2 separate regions of the Rattus norvegicus genome follow, and region 1 is linked to region 2. The links are chromatin contacts, called in public Hi-C maps. All regions are on one chromosome and are shown on one strand. Each heading gives the region's core, a stretch centred on a gene start, on an enhancer-like site or on the middle of the called end of the contact. The rest is flanking DNA. Distances are from core to core; before and after follow the strand shown. Region 1 holds the start of Mlxip (MLX interacting protein). Region 2 overlaps Mlxip (MLX interacting protein).

The links. A called contact is a pair of places that touch in the nucleus more often than the background predicts.
Region 1: a Hi-C map of Schwann cells shows a contact between it and region 2, with 4 times the contacts expected there. The contact joins the promoter of Mlxip here to the enhancer-like site in region 2. A contact is called at or near these places in 10 of 12 Hi-C or Micro-C datasets (the A7r5 cell line, Schwann cells, frontal cortex and 5 more) and 1 of 1 datasets of contacts at active chromatin or transcription factors (oligodendrocytes).

What each region holds. Positions count from the first base shown.
Region 1 is chr12:38,850,062-38,856,852 of GRCr8, forward strand. It overlaps Mlxip (MLX interacting protein), which reads right to left and starts at 2,998. Exons shown (of 17, transcript NM_001427251.1): 1 at 2,479-2,998. The coding sequence starts at 2,891.
Region 2 is chr12:38,807,130-38,814,088 of GRCr8, forward strand. Mlxip (MLX interacting protein) reads right to left here. Exons shown (of 17, transcript NM_001427251.1): 2 at 559-665. Among named protein-coding and RNA genes, the nearest start is that of Mlxip, 42 kb to the right of the region's middle. Within about 2 kb of position 4,247, at least 26 of the 93 cell types and tissues checked have an H3K27ac peak or open chromatin away from gene starts, as enhancers often do. A contact at or near this core is called in Schwann cells, where this site is marked.

The DNA of each region.
Region 1 (6,791 bases), core at 1,748-4,247, 42 kb after region 2:
TAGACTAGACCCGAGGAATGAGAATAAAAGCAAGTGACCCCACGGAGCTGGAAAGTGACCCCAAAGAGCTTACAAGCTTCTTGTGCCAAACCAGTGGTGCTTTTTGCAATCAAGAAAATTAACTCAGAAAAGGTCGGGTGCCAGAATGGTGGGATTATTTGGTTGGTGTTATTCAATAATCCTTTAGGTTATCCAAATAGAGCACAAAGGGAGACTGGCTTATTTTTCCTTTAGCAGAGCTTACTAAGTGAGACCTTTCTAGCCCAAGCCTCCAATGGCTCAAACAGCTGTCTCTCCCTATACATGCAGAAGTTTATATTAAAAAAAATTTTTTTTTAAGAAAGAGGATTAAGTTCTCTTAATAAAAACACATTCCTGATTTCATTTGAAGAGCATTTCTCAGAGAATCGTTTAGGCTGTAATCTAAATGAGTCCGATCGCTTCGCTGTCACCTGTCTGTTTAAAACCAGAGTATCTTCACAGGCTCAGGGCCAGCTCAACCTGGCAAGATCTAAGAATCAGAGCAGAGCCTGACCAAAAGGCCACGCAAAGGTGACAGAAGGAAGGGCTATGCTGCAGGAATGAGCCATCAGGGAGACCTCCACCAGAGGATATGGGGGTGAGGGAGCATTCCAGAAACATAACAAAGGGACAAGTTGACTAATCTCTTATTCCAGAGAGGGAAAATGCCATCCAGAGCCAACCACCTAGTATTTTAACTTCAGGCAATTGAGTAATGCTTTTAATTTGGATGGTCGGGGCTTTTTATCCACCTCCCTGAGAGAGAGGCGGGGGTGAGGGGGCAGGAGGGTCACTTGAAACCATGAATTTAAGACCAACCTCCTGGATAACAGCATGACCAGTCTCAAATAATAATTAATAATAATAATAATAATAATAATAACAACAACAACCACCATAAAGTGTGGCACTTAGGAATGAAAACGGCGCACTTAAACCTACTATTCTGCAGGCTAAGTTTAAAAATTAATTAAAAGCAAAACCAAAACAGGGCTGGCCATGGGAGTACCAGTAATCCCAACCCTTGAGAAGCTAAAGCAGGAGGATTACTGCAAGGTTGAGGCCAGTCTAGGTTATCCAGTGAGCTCCCAGAGACATAGGTATCAAGGGAACACAAAAAGACCTAGGGATATTCCTTCTCTTCTTGCCATGGTCTCTGGAGTCACCTGGGAAACTTTTTCTTTGTACCAGCTGTGCAGGACTCACAAAGCCAAAGCTAACACAGTTACTAAAGCAAGAAGCCTAACCAGCAAGGATCCTACTTGAAGCTACTACCCAGCTGCCCTGTTCTAGCCACTAGCAGTTCAGAGGAGGTCTGTTGCTGAAGCAGAAAAACTGCCTAAAATGCACAAGTAGCAGACACATCGGCGAAGAATGAGAGGGTAGAAAGGTTAGCCCTCCAGGGAGAGGCATTTCTGCGACTTTCACAAAAAGGTCTCTGTCCAAAGCTGAATCCCCTTTTTCAGAACAGTGCCTGGGATGTCAGCCCTACAAACTGACACCTCACACATACGCTTTAGGGCCAGCCAGAAAACCTTCTAGTCAGACTTGGGCGTGAGAGGCATATGTTTGTGATCACAGAACTTGAGAAGTGGTGGCAGGACAGTCAGGGGGAGTTCAAAGCCAGCCAGCATCTGCTACAAAAGCAAGTTTGAGAGGAGCCTTGTCCACATAAGACCCTGGCTCAAAAAGAAAACAAACAAGCAAAACAAAGACAAAAACAAATTCCAATTTCCAAGGAAAACAGACTCCACAAGTCGTCCTACGTGCAACAAGGGTCCTGCCTCAGAACGTCTCTGTAAATGAAATGTGAGAGAACCCCAGACTCCAGATGCATGGACAATGAGGAAAAGTAACATTTAAGGAGCGCCCAATAAACACTCCACCTTTATCTTAATCCTTCCCTGGAGCAGCCCCCTGGAGGTCAACACTACTGTCACCCCCCCCTTTATAGACAAGGAAACAGGCTCCAAGGCGTTACACAATCTTTAAGATAGTGCAGCCAGCGCCCTAGCCACCCTGGACAGGTGATCTTAACCGTTGGGTGTTGCAGGAAAACACACAAAAGCAGTAGAAAGGAAGGGATCCACAGAGCCAAAAGAAAAAAAGAAAAGAAAAGAAAAGAAAAAACCAACAACAAACATGCAGCCTGTAGCTACACCTAACTCTTGTCCAAAACCGGTGACCACGGGCACTGGAGAAGGGGAGGGCCTGGATGGGGGAACACGAAGCCGGAAGAACCCAGGAACGGCTGACAGGGCTACAGGCCGGAACCCTGGCGCCTCTCTCAACGGTGGAGACCCCAGACTCACAAATCCTCCTAGAAGCAGCACCCAGAGAAACGGCGTGAAGCCAAAGAGACAAGCTGGGATTTTTTTGTTAAGGAGAGACCGGAGTGAAGATGGGGCTCGGCCAGGTCTGGGAGGGAGTGGGGTGGGGGCGTCACCGCGTCCCTACCTGTAGGCCAGGGTCATGCACTCAAAGAGCTTGGTGAGCGAAGCATCGATGGACAAGTGGCAGGAGCTGGTCTTGCCGAAGCTATAGGTCTGGCACGTCTGCTTGTTGACCGTGTCGAAATCATAGCCCTTCTTGGGCGGGTGCTCGCGGTGCGGAGAGGACACCATGAAGTGGCCGCTGTGAATGATCTGCTGTCGGCGCGGAGGTTCCTCGCGGCCCGGCCCGGCTCGAGGCGGCAGCGGCGCGGCGCTCGCGTGGGCCCGGGCTGAAGTGGCCACGCCGGAGGGGGGCGGCGGAGACGGCTCGTCTGTGTCCGAGTCGTCGTCGTCCTCGGGCACCTGAGGCTTGAGCAGCACCGAGCGACCCCGACTGCGGGGCCGACGCGGCGAACACATGAAAACGTCGGCAGCCATGAGGAGAACCTGGTCCGGGGCATCCCCCGGGAGCCGGGACGACGTAGAGAGCAGAGAAGCACAGAAGACTGAAGGGCCGGCGGCCCGGCCCGGCCCTCGCGCAGACTGCCCGGGAACGCGCGGCCTGAGGGGGAGGGCGCCGGCCTCCTCGTGATGTCACAGCTCGTCTTAGCCAATCGGATGCTCGCCTCTACCTCTTAAAGGCGCAGGGCAAACTTTCCTTCTCTGGGCGGACAAAAAAAAAAAAAAAAAAAACAGCCGGAGGCCACGCCTCCATGCCGGGCCCCTGGGTGTCCTCTTTCCCCTCCGGCTGGCCCGGGAGCTGAGGGACAAGAAAGCCAGGCCGCGCCTCTCAAAGAGCCAGGGCTCGGGGCGGCATTGGCTGTCGGTTCCACTAGTCTGGCCCCAGCCCCTGCCCCGCCTCCGCCACGCCTGGGAAAAGCCCTGCGGCCTCACTTCGGGCGAGGAGGGCACTCCACGTGGTGGGTAGGGGTGGGGCTCCTTCCCCCCTCTGGCCAGCTTTCTCCCTCCATACCCGGAACTGAGTCCTCAAAAGCCTTCCTGATTTTGTAGGGCGCTAAGACTACCGTCCCCATTTTGTTGATGCGAAGATCGAGTTACCTAAACTCTAAGGGATGTTCCTAAGGTTCCAACAAGACCCAAGAGTACGGCTCATGGAGTCCTCACATCCTTAGGAGCAGAAACTGGCTCTCCCGTGTTAAGGCATGTCCCCTGGGCATCACCGCTCTGAAAGGGTAGTAGAGCTCTGCAGGAGCCTAGCTGTCTGCCTCCAGACCCAGCAACTTCAGCTACAAATCAAAATACTGTCGCTATTGTTTTGAAGTTTGGCCCAGAAGCCAAATTCCAAAAGGGGAAGTTCGGAGCCTAGTTTTCTTTACTGCAATTCCTATGCCCCAGAAAGTTGTATCAACCTAAAAATAGCAATGAACCAGTCATGGTAACGCATGCGCATGCCTGCAATCCTAACGGGAGGGAAACAGAGGCGGGAGGATCATTAAGTTCCCCCCAAATTCTAGGTTAGCTTTGGACTGCATGAGACCCTGTCTCAAAAAAAATTTTTATTTATTTATTTATTTATTTATTTAAAGAAATCTAGTGAGATAATTCAGCAGGTAAATAAAAGCACTTGCTGCCAAGCCTGACTTTGTTCCAACCCTGGAGACCTACATGATAGAAGAGGACTCCCAACAACTTGTCCTCTGACCGCCCCCGCCCCCTACTGTGGTATCTGTGCTCCCCACAATAAATAAATGTTAAAAATAAATAAATAAAAGATTTTGTTTGTAGACAGAATCTCGATAGGTAGTCCTTACGTGGACGAGGCTGGCCTTGAACTCTCACAAGACAGATTATAAGAGAGGAAAAAAGACCAGGACGTCTTCTATATGTGACAGGGAAGCTAACCCGTGAAATCTCCATGACCTAAACAAGAACTATAGTGCCAGTTGACATCCCAAGACAGAGAGGGGAAATCTCACAAGGCCCCCTCCTAAATAAAGAGTTCAGGCAACTAATGATGCTTAGAGAGGAAGAATCGTTCTCCAGGGAGAAGATAGGTTTTCCAAGCCCAAATAGTCACCCCTAAACACATACAAGCAGCGCTAAAGGGACTGAGCAGGCTATACTTATATATGCATGTGTGTGTGCCTGCATGTTTAAAACAATAATTAAAGAAGAGGTCACATTTCAAAGGGAGTGAGAAGACCAGAGAGGGTGGAGTGGGGTGGAAATGATGTAATTACAGTATGTAATTATATTTAAAAGTGGGGAGAAAAACACCTGAAAATATAGCAGGGGTTATGGCTGGCCTAGGTAGTTTCCTAACTACGGGGAGCAGTCAGGAAACAGTGCAAGACTGGTCTAGGTGCCAGGTGTATGGCGGCACTTGCCTTTAATTCTAGCAGTTGGGAGGCAGAGGCAAGAAGATCTCTATGAATTCAAGGCCAGCCTGGTCTACACAGTGAGTTCTAGGACAGCCAGAGTTATGTAATGAGACCATGTCTCAAAAGATACATGCATAAATGATGTTTTCTGTTTTGCCCGGGTCTCTCAGGCTTTCTTTAGCCATGATAAACCAAAAGCGACTTGGGGAGGAAAGGGTTTATTTCAACTTATACTTTCATAGTACTGTCCATTACTGAAGAAAATCAGGGTAAGGCAGGAACCTGGATGCAGAAGCTGATGCAGAGGCCATGGAGGAGTTCTGATTACTGGATTGCTGTCTCATGGCTTGGTCAGCTTGCTTTCTTACTACACCGAGAAACACCAGCCCAGAGGTAACACTGCCCACAGTGAGCTGGGCCGTCTAACATCAATTATCAATCAAGAAAATGCACCATGGGGGCTTGAGATGGCTCAGAAGTTAAAAGCACTGACTGCTCTTCCAGAGGTGCTCGAGTTCAGTTCCCAGCAACCACCTGGTGGCTCACAACCACCTGTAATGGGATTCGATGCCCTCTTCTGGTGTGTCTGAAGACAGCGACAGTGCGCTCACATACATGAAATAAATAAATAAATCTTTAAAAAAGAAGAAAGAAAGAAAGAAAAATTCACCACGGACCAATCTAATGGGAACATTTTTACAGATGAGGTCCCTGCTCCCAAAATGACTCTAGCGTGTGTCAAGTTGACGTAGCCTGTATAACCAGGCTAATCTTGGCCACAGATGACGCCCCTGCCTCTGCTGTCCTACGTAGGAAGGGGACTACCTACGTCAGCCATGTTTGTTGACTTGCTTGTTTTACATTTCTAAAAATAATTTCATCTATAAATCCATATGCACCCGTCCTCACTCACATAAAGACACACGCGTAGGAAAGAGATAGTGATAAGGCTTCAAAGAAAAGGTTCTCCTAAGGATGTGTGTACATCTGATGTTACATCATTATGGGTACTTACAAACTGCTTTTGGAAAAAAAAAGTATTTGTAGAGGGTGGTTCTGATGCTTTGATTTAATCAGAAATCCGTGTTTACTGACGCTGAAGGTCCTGGCCCGCAATTGGTTTTTGATCTGTCAATAACACTGCCAGTAGCCAATGGCTGAGCATGGGGCGGGACACTGAGCTTTGCGCAGGTTGGACATAGTGAGAATCAGGGTCTGGGAGAGAGGAGAAGGGGTGGGATAAAAAGCCAACAGACACGTGAGATTGTGGGTAAGGGCCACTTCCCTGACTGGGCCTGGGGTCGCAGGGGAAGTTTTAGGAGTGTCCAGTCATCGAGTTAGCCAAGGCATTTTAAAAAATAATGGTGTGTGTGTGTGTGTGTGTGTGTGTGTGTGTGTGTGTGTGTGTGTGTGTGTTTATTCACAGATCTGAGTGGGTGTGCAGATGGGACTGGCCAAGAACGCAAAGTGGACAGGCAAGTATTGACTTCTCACTTTGGCCCACGAGAGAACTAAAAACAAAACAAATGCGTAGCATATCTGCCTCCCTTTCAGGTCTGCTTGAATCTGCAGGGGCCTGTCAATAACATAAGGAGTGTCTGCCTACATACCTTAACTGTCTCGCCTCTCTTCGAAGCTACAGAGACCAAATAAGTCATTTTCCTAAATGCTTTTGATCCAATCAACTTGGGCTCATGACAAAGCTTCCAATGACAGTATCTTTTTTTTTTTTTTTTTTTTGCCCGGGAGCTGAGGATGAACCCAGGGTCTTGCGCTTGCTAGGCAAATGCTCTACCACTGAGCTAAATCCCCATCCCCCCCAATGACAGTATCTTTCCCTGTGCCCACCCAACCCACTCTGTAAGAATGCAGTAGCCTATGATGGTGAGGCTACACCCGTGATCAGCTCTTTGAATTGGTCCGCACTGGTGATGGCAGTTGTAACATCCTTTTCATATTGAGACAGGAGGCAGAGCATAGTGTTGGGACTCCCAGA
Region 2 (6,959 bases), core at 2,997-5,496:
AAGGCGACGAATACCAGTAATGGATTACCCAGTAAGAAACAAAGCTGCTCATCAACACTAAGGCAGTCAGTGAGCAGGAAGAGCCTGCCCCGCCCTGCAGCCTGCGTCCTCCCGTCCTCAAGCTACCCAGGGACACCAGCTGTGCGGTGGTGTCCATGTCTTCTTAAACTGCTAGAAATAGAAACTGTTCTTTGGCTCTTCAAATGTCACCGCTTGGCTACATTCTCCCATCTCTCCTAAAAAGAGCCCATTACTCCTTAGAGCCAAGTACCCAGCATGCACTATATACTGTGGTCAGGCTCACATATGTGAGTCCTTCAAGACTCTATGCTCTGTTGGGTGACTGTGCCTGATGGTTGATGAATGCCCTGCTTCCTGGGATGTATTCTGGCTTGATTTCCCATCACACAGACTACTTAAGAAAGCTTCTACTGAAAATATATTTTAGGAGCAGGCTATAGACCCAAGATGCTCAGGCCTCCAAGACGTAGAGCTCTGATGCCACAGAACCGAGAGCCCGTGGAGCACAGCACACCCACTGCCTGGCTGGCGACTTACACTGCATATACCACGCCCTCCAGATGGCGTTGTTGAGCCGGATCTTGTCCCTCCACTGGAGCTTCAGGCCCTTGAAATTTTTCCACTTTGGAGATACTAATTTCCCACTGGAAAACAGAACAAAGAGGGAAAGTCAGTCGCTCTTCAGAAAAAGCGTTACACCCAACCATTCTAGACTGGAGAACCCTGGGTTGATCCAGGCTTCACAGAACAATCATTCTGGGATTTCTTTAGAGCACCTGGTGATGGTAGGGTGTGACAACATTCAGGCTTAGGGGACATGCTGCGGAGGGTGATCAGATATGGGGGTTTCTTGTATTCTTTGGGATCCCATATATTCAGATGCACCAGAAGAGGGCATCACATCTCATCAGATGGCTGTGAGCCACCATGTGGTTGCTGGGATTTGAACTCAGGACCTCAGTGCTCTTAACTACTGAGCCATCTCTCCAGTCCCTTAAATTAGGTTTCTTATAATTAAACATTGAAAAGATACATTGCCAGGCATATTGGCACACATCTTTAATCCCCACATTCTGGAGGTAGAGGCAGAGGACTGTGAGTTCAAGGCCAGCCTAGACTAACACAGATTAAGAAGAATGGAACTAGGCACTTTCTTCCCCAACAGGTCTTAGCCCACTTCTTTTGTTCTCAGTCACTGCTGGCCCATCTCAAGCCATCTGGGAAAGTGATTCCTCTTAGCTGCTCAGAGGCAGCTGCTGGCACAGCACCTGGGACATGAGCTGCCAAGATGGTTGTGCCACCAGGGAGCTCATGTTGCCTGTTACTAGCCTAGTCAGTGAGTGCTCTCAACTTACTGTACAAGAACTTCTTTAGATTTATTTATAAATATGTGTGGGGGGGGCATAGAGAGGTGGGGGAGGGAGGAGGGGGAGATGTGTGGGTACCATGGAGGCCAGAAGAGGGCTTTAGGTCTTCTGGAACTGGCGTTACAGGAGGTTATAAATCAGCTGATGTGTGTACTGGGAGCTGATCTTGGGTCCTCTAGCAGAGCATCAAGTGCTCCAGTCTCCAATTCTTGGAAACTTTTGAGATGGACTCTACTGTAAAGATGGCGCTAATGGGGGCTCTGACACCAGCCCTGAGATGCCGGAGCCCCTCTGCTCGGTGTCTAACACACAGCCATTACTCTCTCTACTCGGTCTCTTACGCCATCAGCTCTGGGCCAGGGCTGGCCTCTCCTAGGCTGCTCCTTTTTCTTACGGGTTGAGACAGTAAGACTCTGTCTTCAGTTCATAGAGGCACCAAAGAGCAACCATTTGATAGCATAGCTCTACCCCTCCAAACCTACTCAGAAGGCCATGTGAGTGGCAGAGATGGGCCAGTCAAGGAAGCATTTAAAGAAGCAAGACATAAGGTGAACCTGAAAGGAAGTGCAAGCAGGTAAAGAGGTGAGGTGTAAGGTGAACCGGAAGCTTGGTATGTAAGGTATGTATGGGTGCTTGGTGTCCCGGCTGAATCCCTGGCAGAACTCTTCATCTCTCCACCCACACTATCAGGGCCCAGGCTGAGGGTTGTGATGAGAATGAGGTGGCCCCAGCCATTCAAAGATAGTTCAGCCATTGAAGAGTAATTGCTACTCATCTCACAGAGGACTGTGTTCAGTTTACAGGACCCAAACATGGCAGCTTACAAGAGCCTGTAACTCCAGTTTCGGAGCAGCGGATGCCTTCTTCTGGTTTCCACAGACATCGGACGTGCACTGCACTTACAAACATGCAAGCAAACCACTCATACACATAAAATAAAATTAAGTATTTTCTGAAAAAAAGATAAAGGAAAGAGAGCTGTGTCCCACCGCTAGAAAGTGTCCCAGCACACCCTCTTAGCATCTGGGAACACAATGATAGCCACAGTCTCTGCCCCAAGGTCAGAACCTCGCAAGAGTCTCCCTGCTCCCTCCTCTTCCAATTGCCACTCCAGAGGCATGCTGACCCACCCACAGAACTCTCAGCTCCCTCTGAGATCTTAAGGCCAAGCTAAGGGGGTGGAGCCTGTCCTGCCTCGAGTCCACAGCTGTGCAACTATGTTGTAAGGGGCTGTCCTGGTGCTTCTGTTTCTGAGTACAATCACAGCAATGCCATCCCCTCCATAGTGGTTTCAATAAGGGTTAGTTGGAGGTATGTCTGTGTATGTATATGTACACACACACACACACACACACACACACACACACACGCAAACACATGCACACATGGAAAAGAGGATAACTTGTACCTACTTCAATCCCAGAACAGATGCCTGAGACTACGGAAGCAGCTGCAGGCCATGGCTTTCCATTTACTCACCGAGAAGCACTAAGCACCTACTGTGTGAGTAAAGAGCTAAGCACTGAGGAAGGATACAAATGAGACAGACACGGGCCCGTGCCATCCCAGGTGCTGACTGAGAGAGCAGCAAGGCAGGAGCTCAAACCAAAGCTGAGGCCAACAAGAGGGAAGGCACTGCCCCTGCTTGGCTTGTGACTATGATGAGGTAACAGAAATGGAGCTCATTAGGGCGGTGGGCTAGTCCAGACATGGCTACAGACAGAGCCTGTCTTCAACAAAGTCAATCCTCCTCCCCACCCTGAGCAAGGCCCTCAGCAACTTCAGGTCTGGCCAGTGTGCAGTTCTACTACACAAATGATGAAGGAACAAAGCTAAACTAAAAACCTTCCTTGTGACACGCAGGATCCCTTGGTTGTGCCACGTGCTCATCAGTACAGGGTCTGACTGAGTGCTGACTATCTCAGAGGTGGCTTCAAAAGACCTACAGAGAGCTATGTTAGACCCATGGTTCCAGGAAGAAACAGATGCTAGTGTCCCATCAGGATCTCTGAGAGTTAACCACTAGGCTAACCTAGGCCAATCATACCTCCACCGTGCACCTATGAAAAGGGGGCCAGTGTGCCATCAGCCTCTTCCTTATCAGACGACATGGCACTTGCCGGTAGGTATCATGCGCTCAGTAGCAGGTCCGGAAAAGGATATTGAGCTATAAGCAGTGTAAGTGGTCCTTGGCTCTCCCCAACTGCTTGCTCAGATATTTCTTACTCAGGATACTTACGGCAAACACAGTCAAACTTCAGCAGAAACATGTGAATTTCTAAGCTTCTGCCATCATCCATGTTTCTGCAATATCTCTACAGCCAACAAGTGGCGCTATACACACATAAAGGGACGAGTCCAAAACTGTCGGGTACACAGAGTGGATGGCTGCCAAATCCCACACCATTGCTCATCGTTAGGCCAGGGCAAAGGTCACAAAGTGATGAAGGCTGGGGAGTATGGCTCAGTGGGAGAAGTATAAATTTCTGTCAGCTTCTGTCCTAATGGGCTCTTTGGCACCTCACAGAGGGAAGAGGAGCCCTTCTTACACCACAATTCTAGTTTCCTACAAAACTAGGAAAAGCTACTTTAAAAGACTCCATAAGGAAGCTGCAGAGGCAGAAACTGTGAGGAAACACAAAAACAAGGTACCCAAAATATCTCTGATCAGGCTTCTGCTTCCCACCTGATCTACAGGAACTCACCTTTCTGATAGTCCTGCTATAAGCCTTCTTTAAAAACATAACCAGAAATACTAAGGAGAACATGTAAGATCACTTGTGCTGTACATGGAACATACACACTTCTGAACTCTGTGCTTCTTGTGCCATAGCCATGACCACAAGGAACACTTGACAGGCACTTAGCCCTGCCCCCAACAGATGAGAAGGCCGTGGCCTCGCTCTTACTCATTTTAGGGCTGCTGGCCCAGGGCTTTTAAACCCAGTTATTAAACAAATGCTTAATGTTTCTGTGAAGAAGTCTTCATACAGTCTACCCCTACCCCCCTTCCTAGAAGGAGGGTTCCTGACACAAAACAGGAAGTTCACAAGACGACAAAGGCCCCTCTTAAAATTGTGCTGGATGGAGCTAGCGAACCATGGGTTCTTCATCGGTCTGGCAGGAGACTGCTTTGGAATGAAAATTAAAGTGCGAGCCTCAGAAAGAAAGAACACGGAGGACAGGACTGACCATGGCTTCTGCTCCCTGGGGTAAATTAGACACTGATTCTTGCTCTCATTCTCTCCGAAAGGAAACCAACGGAGAGAGCACGGGCTGCTGATTACAGCTCACTGTTCAATTCAACCACCATCTCGTCACTGTTCGTGAGGCTCCCAGGAGGAGTATCCACTGGTGAAGCCCCCAGCCTGCCTCACAGGTGGGTGGAACGGGCATCGCCAATACAAAGGGAACCAGGCACAGACGGTCAGGGCCTGCTCTCCTCTCCTTTGGGGAGCAAGCTGCCCATGCTCACCCTGCTTGCCTACTGGAGAGTGGACATGGGATAACAAACAAAAGAACCCCAGCCAGTGACTCCCTCACAACTCCATCCTCAGTGTGACCAGCAATACAGTATTTTGACCATCATTTGATAGTTCCACTTATTTATTTATTTATTTATTTATTTATTTATTTATTTATTTATTTTACTAGTTTTTTTTTTTCTTTTTTTCGGAGCTGGGGACCGAACCCAGGGCCTTGCACTTGCTAGGCAAGTGCTCTACCGCTGAGCTAAATCCCCAACCCCTAGTTTTTTTTTTTTTTAAAGTCTGGGGGATTCAGTACAAGTTGAATACTTTTGATAGGAGATTTCCAGTTCCTATCTCTTCCTGTTTTCCCAAATATCAATGGGCAGGCTTTGCCAACACACATCCTGCTCTGGAGAAGTTGGGTGGTCCCAGAGGAGAAGCCCTACACAATTCGTTGACTGACTGAACACCAGGAATGAGTTACTTGCCTGTTCTGCCTGTTACCTAAGGAGAAGCTCTACCTACTGACAGGTGCCGGGCTGGGTATATTAGAGTAACCATCCGATTGAACATGTGCCTGAGACTCAAATTAGAAGAGCCTCCAATGCCAAAGGAGCCAAAGGACGCAGATATGGTGTCCAAACAGATGAGAAATCTGCGCAGTGTTCTTAATGATATGATGTCCAACTACAAGAGATAAAGCCGGGTCCTCAAACTTTACAGAAAAAGACAGTGTGTAGCAAGGGTCAGAACAAGAGTAACAGCCACAAGTCTCCAGAGCAGCATGTGGGCATTGGTGAAAGATGAGTTAAAAACTTAACTAACCTTAACTTCTTTTCCTTTTATATGTATGCTAAAACATGTTATAACATTTATAATTTTAGCTGTTTTAAAATATGTCCAGTGCCACTACTAACATTCACAATGCTGTGCAACAATCATTACGATAACGTTCCAGAACCTTCCTTGCCATCCTCAAACTCCTGCACCTGTTCAGCAGTCAGTTCCTGTCTTCGAGAGGGTTTCTATTGCTATGAGGAGACACCATGACCATGGTAACTCTTATAAAGAAAAACACTTAATTGGGGCAGGCTTACAGTTCAGAGGTTCACTCTGTTATTGTCATGGTGGCAAGCCATGGCAGCCTGCCCCAAAGCCCCAGCTCTGACCACTGCTGCACTGGGTAGTAGCTTATTTATTTGTTTATTGTTTATTTATTTATCGTTTTTTTTTTTCATTTAACTGACTGGATCCTGAGGACTCTGTCTGCATCACTAGATTAATCCACTGATAAATAGAATCTGGTGGCATTACTGAGTGGTTATGAAAATTAAGAGGAAATATCTAGGAATCAGAGAGATGGCTCAGAGGTTAGAAGCACTGGCTGCCCTTCCAGACGACCTGAGCGTGGTTCCCAGCAAACACATGGTGGCTCACAACCATCTCAGAACCTCTGGCCTAGCCTGGAGAAACACCCCAGAAAGACCTTGTCCCCAGCTTCATGTCTGTCTGCTGCTCCTTGGCCACGATAAGGTGAAATTTGCTCCATCATGTCCCTCCACCCTTCTGAAAAACTTGGACCAAAATAAATTCTTTCTCCCTTCAGGTGTCCTCTCGGGTACAATGAGACAGCAGCTAACGGCTAACAGCATTTACAAGCCAGCTGGAGACAGAGAAGAAAGGTCTCATCGCTGAATTGGCATTAAGGACAACAAAAGGCAAAACCAACTGAGCCTTCTTGACGCACAAGCTGACAACTCTCTATTCAGACTTCACACGTTCCTTTAAGCCAAGACCTCTTCTGCAGGAATTAATTCCACAAATCCGTTCACACATGGGCACAAAGCCAAAGGGGATATTACATTGTAGGAAGAGGTTAGAAATGAAGTACATGTTCAGTAAGAGAGGTTTATTAAATTACAAGTATATCTACATAGTGAATATTCTGAGATAATCAAAAAATACATGTGTGCTGATATATAATGCTGATAAATAGGCGAAAATTTATACAAGGCATTTTTTTTCTTTTAAAGATTTGTTTATTTTATATAATTACACTGCAGCTGTCTTCAGACACACCAGAAGAGGGCATCAGATCCCA